2 separate regions of the Rattus norvegicus genome follow, and region 2 is linked to region 1. Evidence: chromatin contacts called from public Hi-C data. All regions are on one chromosome and are shown on one strand. The core of a region is the stretch at or near the end of the contact, and the rest is flanking DNA. Distances in the headings are between cores, read along the strand shown. Region 1 holds the start of Psmg2 (proteasome assembly chaperone 2). Region 2 holds the start of Seh1l (SEH1-like nucleoporin).

Region 1 (3,977 bases), core at 939-3,438:
GTTAGCCAACTCACGGTGGGGCCAACTTAAACACTCAGAAAAGGAGCCAGGCATTGACTGTGGACACATGCCTTAGTCCCAGCACTCGGGAGGCAGACAACAGGAGATCTCTGTGAATTTGAGGCCATCCTTGGTCTATAAAATGAGTTTCAGGCCAGCCAGAGCTACACTGAGAAAACCTGTCTCAAAAAAAACCAAAAGCACCAGAGGGCAGAACATTATGGAGACGGCAGAGATGACTCAGCAATTTAGAGCACTCGTTTGCTCTTCCAGAGGACCTGAGATCAGTTCCCCCAATATCTTGATGGTGGCTCATTCCAGTTCCAGAGGATCACAGGCCACCCTGAACACTGTGGGCACCAGACCAGCATGTAGCCAAAACAGCCATACACATCAAGTCTTCTTAAAAATCTAAGAAAAATGGCTATTACCAGAGAATGAACTTAAGGTGGTTTTAAGAGAAGCCACAAGTGTGGACCCTGTAAATTGTTAGACAGAGGCAAATATTTTACACTTTCAATTTGTTTAACCTAGGAAATTACTCACAGTCACAAAATTAAGCTCTTTCATTACATCATCAATGATTCCTCGACGTCTGAGAGCTTTGATCAGATCTTCTGTTGATAAATGTTGTTGGTCAGGTGCTAATTCTTCTCGTATAGTCTCGGCAAGAATTTCTCTTATTCTGCCATGGACATCCATCTGTGGAGAAAACCCCACATTACAATTTACAAAATTATACCTGGTGGTGATGGTGCATGCCTTTATTTCTAGCACCCGGGAGGCAGAGACAGGTGGATCTCTGGAGTTCCAGGCCAACCTGGTCTATAGAGTTCCAGGACAGCCAGAAAAACTACACAAAGAAACCCTGTCTCAAAAAACAAAACAAAACAAAAAACCCAACAACAACAACAACAAAAAAAAACCGCACAAAAACAATTTACAACATTATAAAGCAGTTAAACGCCACTTGTAGATTTTAGGCTTCTGAAACTAATGGCAAGTGCCCAATGCCAATAAAATTGAGCTTTTTAAGTGGTGGAAGTTTTGAGCAACATACTAGAAACAATCTGAACTGGTTGGTTATCAACCTTTATTGCTGGTTGCCCGCAAATGATTCAATGAAAACAATTCTTAAGAGAGGGAGTGGAGGACAATCAAAAGAACACAGACCTAGAAGGAGGCAGAACAAAGAGCGAGTTATTTCAGCCTTCTCACTTATTCAACTTGCAACTCTAATTTGTCCGTCTATCTCCTTGCCCATCCGATGGAAAAGCGAGATTGTTTTGAGGATTCGCCAAAAGACGCTAGAGACGCAAACACCGGCGCACCAACACACCATAAAGAAGCTTTATTACTTCAGCTTACGGCCAGCAGTCGGGCGCTGCTGCTGGGAAGTCGCGGTTCTCCTGAAAGCCCCGAGCCGGGTAAACGCGTTCCTTGTCAGTCATTGGAGCGCCCTGTCTCCCATAACTTACTGCGATCGGGCTTCCAGGCGTAAAGAAACCCTAAACATCTGGCCTCGGACTACTTGTACATGAACATCTGGAAAGCGCCCGGACCGCCTCCGGTTTACAGCGGCTCTCCTCCACTCTAGCTAAAGAGCCTTCAGCGCTCCCTCGGGTCACACGCCCAACCGAAGCTTGCCCGCCGGCGCCCGCTCCACAGCCCTGGCTCCGGTCCCGTCCGCCCGAGCTCCTCACCTTGCTCAGCTGCTGGTGGATGAGCTGCTTCAGCTCAGAGGCTTTCTCCGGAGGCAGCGACATGCCGGCACTGGCGCCTCCCGGCCGCTACTCTCCGTCTCACACGGTGCAGCCACGGAGCCCGTCGTCCCGGCCGCGCAGCATCGGTGGCGGGCGTAGCACAAAGCGCCGCGGCCGCGTCAGACCTGGCAGGGCGGGAACCCTGCAGCCGCGGCGCCACAACTAACTGTCTTCAAACCGGGCGGACTGACAGTCGCCGGGGCTGGCCTGCCAGCTGCCTGATCGACGCGGTCCAACGCGCCGCCTCCTCGCGGGTCCCGCACGCGCGGTTCCCACGTCCTCTGTCGCAGGGCCTCGACCTACGACCCCGGGGAACGCCGCCTGCCGAGCGTTCGAGCCTCGTTCAGCACTGAGCGCAGGCAGTGCGTCGGACGCCTACAGGACCCGAAGGACCCGAAGGACCCGGGCGGATCGCGAGTTCCGCCTTCTATCCTAAGGATAGGTATCCTAGCTGTCCCGGACAGCGCTCCAGCTTCTCTTACGCCCACTGCAGTCATGTTCGTTCCCTGCGGGGAGTCGGTCCCCGACCTAAAGAACTTCACACTCCTGATGGTGAGTCTCCACTTGAGTTGGCGCTGTCGCCACCCCGACCCGGGAAGCGCCACCTGGCCTTAGGAGAGCCGGGCACGTGTTTCTGCTTCAGGCTTTAAGCCTGAAAAAAACAAACCAACAAACAAGTTGGTTATCCTTAGAGGCGGCGGTCCAAATTAGCACATTTGTCCGCTCTATCAAGGCCTGCCTGCTAGCTGAAGCCTTCGTTGCCTGGCAACTGTAACGTTTGTACATTGCAGATACATTGCACATAAGTGGCACCGGGGGAATCCCTAAGTTTTATCCGTTGAAGTGTTTTTATGTAGTTTGGGTCCGTGTTGATCTAGGCAATCAATTGCATTAGAGAGCAGATCGTTGTCTAAAAGGCAGTAGTAGAATTGTCCTTGTTTAGTCATCAAGGTTTACAATATAGCTAGAAACACGTGCATATACTAAGAGCATTAAATAAGACAGAAGTTTGAAAAAGAGAACGACCTGAGATTACCGACCTGCGGAAGTCTGGGTGGGAGTGGTTTGACCAAGATTGTATTCCCAGCATTCCAATCGTGAGGCAGGAAGCCCCAGCCTGAAAGACACCTATCCCCGCAAGAAATAAACAAATCAACAAGAACAACAAAGCTTGAGGGGAGGGGGCTAAAGAAATGGCTCCGTAATTAGAGCCTGTGTGGCTTACAGAGGATAGAATTCTTACATACTCACAATGAATGGCTTATAACTCCAGGTCCAGGGTCCCTGACACCCATTCTGGCCAAAGAGAATATCTGAACCCACGTCTGTAAGTACTGCGTGTACTTACAGACACAGTATTTTAAAATGTTTTTAAATTTTAAAAAGTCAACGGGAGAAACACAAGGGCTTTTGATCTTTTAGGAAAAAGATGGGCTTAGGATACCCTTCTGAAAAATGGACATCTAAAATCAGAGGCACATATTCCTGGAGTACCACAAATTTAGAATGATGTGTGGTGAGAATAGGCTTGAAGCCTTGTGATCTACAAGGCAGCAGAGGAGAATGTGTTTAAAGTAAAGGGGAGAGGGGTATCTCCTATTCAGGTTTCAAGCAAGTAAAGTCTAAAGTGTTCATCTGGGAATGCCAACACATAGTTGGTCAGGTAGTTAAGCAGTTACTAGCGCAGTGGCGAAAAAACTCCTCTCGGAGAGGTCAAATGAGTGGAGAGGAGGGGTGGAGCAGTGGTTCTCAACCTGTGGGTCATGACCCCATCGCAGGTGACCTAAGACCATTGGAAATATCAGATATTTACATTACCATTCCTAACAGGAGCGAAATTACCGTAACGAAATAGGAACAAAAATAGTTTTATGGTTGGGAGTCACCACAGCATGAGGAATTGTGTTAGAAAGGTTGAGAACCACAGAGGTAGAGCATGAACGTTTGCGTATTAATTCAGAGGTAGTTTATTTTTACACCGTAGTGGACAACCGTTAGGAGACTTTTAGCTCTGTGGGCTCCTGAGAAGTGAGGGTACTATGTGGTATCAAAAGTACACTTTTGGGGCTGGTGAGATGGCTCAATGGTTAAGAGCACTGACTGCTCTTCCAGAGGTCCTGATTTCAAATCCCAGCAACCACATGGTGGCTCACAACCATCTGTAATGGGATCAGATGCCCTCTTCTGGTGTGTCTGAAGACAGCTACAGTGTAC
Region 2 (3,977 bases), core at 410-2,909, 140 kb after region 1:
ACCGGCTGCTTTTGCAGAGGACCTGGGTTCAGCTCCCAGCACCCACCACCCACCAGGCAGCTCATGACCATGTGTATAACTCTGGTTCTAGAAGATTCAACCTTCTCTTCTAGCCTCTACCGGTACTGCATACACATGCTATGCTACAAACATGCAGGAAATCCACTCTTAAAATAAACTAATCTTTAAAAAATTATAAACCTAGCTTTCTTAAATGTTTATTTTTGAAAGTATAGATTTAATTGTACTTTTTTTTTTTTTGGTTCTTTTTTTTTCGGAGCTGGGGACCGAACCCAGGGCCTTGCGCTTCCTAGGCAAGCGCTCTACCACTGAGCTAAATCCCCAACCCCTTTAATTGTACTTTTATATAGTGTGTTTTGTTTCTGGAAATTAATGTCTCTGGAAATGAATGGTTAGATCCAATGGTTAGAGGACTTGGGGGTCTACCTCTAAAATAGGAATATAATCTAAAAAAGGATTTTTTAAAGAATTTATGTCTCTTCGTGTGTGTATCCGTTGTGTGCAGGAGAGTGCAGATCCTCAAGGAATCCAGATGTTTCAGATTCTCTGGAGCTGGAACTAAAGGTGGTGATGCATTCAAGCCATGCCTTAAATCTTATTAATTTAAAGAAGAGTAAGGAAAACTCAAGACTGGTAAGATCATTTCACTATCGGTCTCTGCGGGTTTCTGTACAAATCCATCAGGAACAAGTGCGATTTTGAGATCCTTTAGAGTCTGCTTTTTAAAGCGATTCCTATTCTTTTTTTTTTTTAAACATTTATTTATTATGTATACATCAGCTTTCTGCCTGCATGTATGCCTGCAGGCCAGAAGAGGGCACCAGACCTGATTATAGATGGTTGTGAGCCACCATGTGGTTGCTGGGAATTGAACTTAGGACCTCTGGAAGAGCAGACAGTGCTCTTAACCTCTGAGCCATCTCTCCAGCCCGCGATTCCTATTCTTAAACATCTTTATTTTTAGGTGTATGCATGTTTCACCTATATGTGCACCGCGTGCATGGAGCCAAAGTCGGGAGTTTGATCCCATGGGCGTTAAACAACCTCTCACCTAAAACCCTCGTTGAAGGAATGTTCCACCACTTCCTGAATTTGACTGAATCTCCTGACTTGAGCACTTCCCTTCATAGGTTTCTCTTTGCTATTTTTATTTCACTTACTTCTCCATTAAAGACTGGCTCCATCAAAGTAAATATTGGGCATCATTTTGGGTCTTGCCATCACCCCGGGTGACTTTCTAGAACTTCTTTTTCCTCATTCTGGTTTTGCTGACCCTCGAATCTGTTGTACTTGTGCCATCTTTCAGCACTGACCGCTGCTTCAGGTCCTCCACTCCTCATCTCAATTTCTTCCTTCTGGAAGACTTTGTGCTCGACGAGCTTGACTCCCTAAGCGACAACTCTGGGCATCGCCATCATTCCTAAGAAGCTCTGGTTAAACAGATGAGCCTTCCATTCAAATCTGCAGCGGGACATCTCTACTCGCTATGTGTACCGATCACGTGTTTACGGAGGCACACACCCCCTAGGCTGACCCCGGAAGGCGCTTTCATTTTTCCATCCTCCTGCGTCTGCAGGCTCCGTCCGTGGCTGGAACAAGGTTTGGACACAGGCTCCGCCTGCGCAGGGCGTGTCCCTCGGGGCGTGGCGCGCCGGAGCGACGCGAGCAGGCGAGGGCCGACGTACCGTACGTGCCTCTGCCGCGGTCCGGGGGCTGCGGGCCGCACCGCCGCCCTCTCGGAGGCGGGCCCGGGCAGACGGCGGCGGCCATGTTTGTGGCGCGCAGCATCGCGGCGGACCACAAGGACCTCATCCACGATGTGTCTTTCGACTTCCACGGGCGCCGGATGGCCACCTGTTCCAGCGACCAGAGCGTCAAGGTGCGCGCGGCAAGCTCGACTACCCAGGGCCGGGCACAGAGGGGAGGGAGGCGGCACAGAAGGGACTAACTCTGACCGAGGCGTGCGAGACACAAAGCCGCGGACGCCGCCACGCCGGAAGCGGCGAGAGCCCTCCCCGTCGGCGGATTGTGGGGTCACGGCCGCCCGCGCTCGGGGCGTTTTCCTACCGCGCCTGCGCGGGGCGGCTCTCTGCCTCGGGGCACTGAGCGCACGCGCACGCTGGGTCTGCGGAGTGGGTCGCGGCTGTAGTCTAACGCGTTTGGCCTTCTCGTGGGGATGTGTGTCTCATTTCAGTGGGCCTCGCCTGTATTCCTTTGCCCAGGACGCATGGGATTCCTTGAAGGGATATTATTATTATTACATGCCAGTTACACACACACGTTTTCTAGACCTGGCAGTAGCCCTCCAGTCTCAGTTTCAGCCATGCTGGGGTTACGAGTATGAACTCCTTCACGACGCCAGAATAGCTGAACACCAGCTTTTAATTCTTGTTCGTGTTCAAGTGGCCTCTGAAGGTGGTTATCACAAGTGTCCGTTGAATATGCTCCGATGTACTTTTTTGGAAACAGAGTCTCAGTTCTGTAGCCCTGATGATCTGCCTGCCTCTGCCGAGAGTGATATGATTAAAGATGGGAGCCACCAGGAACGACTCCATTGCCCTAACCCCACAATTTTAAAGACTTATTCGTGTGAGTGTTGTGTCTGCGTGTGTGAATGTGCACTGCCCGGCGTCTCTGCAGGTCGATAGAGGGAGTTCAGATTGTGATCCTTCTTGTTGGGAGGACTGCGCCTGGTTCCTTGGTTGGCCAACGAGCACAGCTGATCTAGGTAGCAGACATCAAGTTATAGTCTTTGGGAATGGTATTTACTAAGATAAATATGGCAATCTTGGGAGAGGACGTAATTCTGCATTGCAAAACTTACGTGCATATACACTACCAAGACAAGCAGTGAAGGCTACCAAACTACCTTGAGCTTTCCCAGCTTGGCCTCAGGACTGCTCTGTTCACACTGTTGGAAGTAGGCAAGAAAAGAAGTCTCTCGAAGCCTTTTATTAGGTCTTTATCACACTAGGAGAGATGACCTACAGCTGACTTACTTAGCCTGAGCAGCCTGCTTAGAGAACCAGAGAAGCTGTCTTGAGCCCCTCACTAGGTCACTAGGTGGAAATAGTTGGTGGCTCATCCAAAGTTCCTCAAAGCTCTTAAGAGTAAAAAGTGCAGGCGGCCGGGCTGGAGCTGTGCCTTCAGGAGGGCAGTCAGGTGCAGTCTTGGAGGACTTGTGGAAGAGTTCCAGATAGTTGGTACTTGGATTAAGGGCAGTTAGGTTGTCCAGAGCACATTTTCTTATATTTCTCATTTTTCGACACTACGTCGCAGCCTAGGCTGTCTTGGAACTCTCTGTGTAGAACAGACTGTCCTGGAACTCACAGAGGTCTACCTGCCTTTGCCTCCCAAGTGCTGGGATTTACAAGTGTGGGTCACTACTCCTGGCTAGAGTACTTTGTGTTACTTATACACCTTTAAAAAAAAAAAATCTGGGGGTTGGGGATTTGGCTCAGTGGTAGAGCGCTTACCTTGGAAGCGCAAGGCCCTGGGTTCGGTCCCCAGCTCCGAAAAAAAGAACCAAAAAAAAAAAAAAAAAAATCTGTGCAAATGATAGACTTTCTCTTTAGAAAAAGTTCCTGGGCTGGAGAGGTGGCTCAGTGGTTAACAGTACTGACTGATCTTCTAGAAGTCCTGAGTTCAAATCCCAGCAACCACATGGTGGCTCACAACCATCTGTAATGAGATCTGATACCCTCTTCTGGTGTCTGAAGACAGCTCCAGTATACTTACATATAATAAATCTTAAAAAAAAAAAGAAAAAAAAGAGAAAAAGTTCCTGTGGGCTGGAGAGTGCCCCATGAGTAAGAATGAGTACTCCTCTCCAGAGGGACTAATATTCTGAGGCTCTCAACCATCTGTAACTGCAGCTCCAGTAGATCCAGTGCTGCCTTCTGGCTTCTTTGTGGTCTTTACTCAACATGTGCACGCAGGCGCGTGCGCGCACACAC

Evidence for each region. A called contact is a pair of places that touch in the nucleus more often than the background predicts.
Region 2: a contact with region 1 is called in a Hi-C map of hepatocytes, with 2.7 times the contacts expected there. The contact joins the promoter of Seh1l here to the promoter of Psmg2 in region 1. A contact is called at or near these places in 11 of 12 Hi-C or Micro-C datasets (the A7r5 cell line, the Rat2 cell line, Schwann cells and 7 more) and 1 of 1 datasets of contacts at active chromatin or transcription factors (oligodendrocytes).

The regions. Positions count from the first base shown.
Region 1 is chr18:63,476,432-63,480,408 of GRCr8, forward strand. Psmg2 (proteasome assembly chaperone 2) reads left to right here and starts at 2,189. Exons shown (of 7, transcript NM_001106138.2): 1 at 2,189-2,315. The coding sequence starts at 2,259. Cep76 (centrosomal protein 76) reads right to left here and starts at 1,927. Exons shown (of 12, transcript NM_001100514.1): 1 at 1,704-1,927; 2 at 547-702. The coding sequence starts at 1,766.
Region 2 is chr18:63,615,216-63,619,192 of GRCr8, forward strand. Seh1l (SEH1-like nucleoporin) reads left to right here and starts at 1,660. Exons shown (of 9, transcript NM_001394994.1): 1 at 1,660-1,900. The coding sequence starts at 1,790.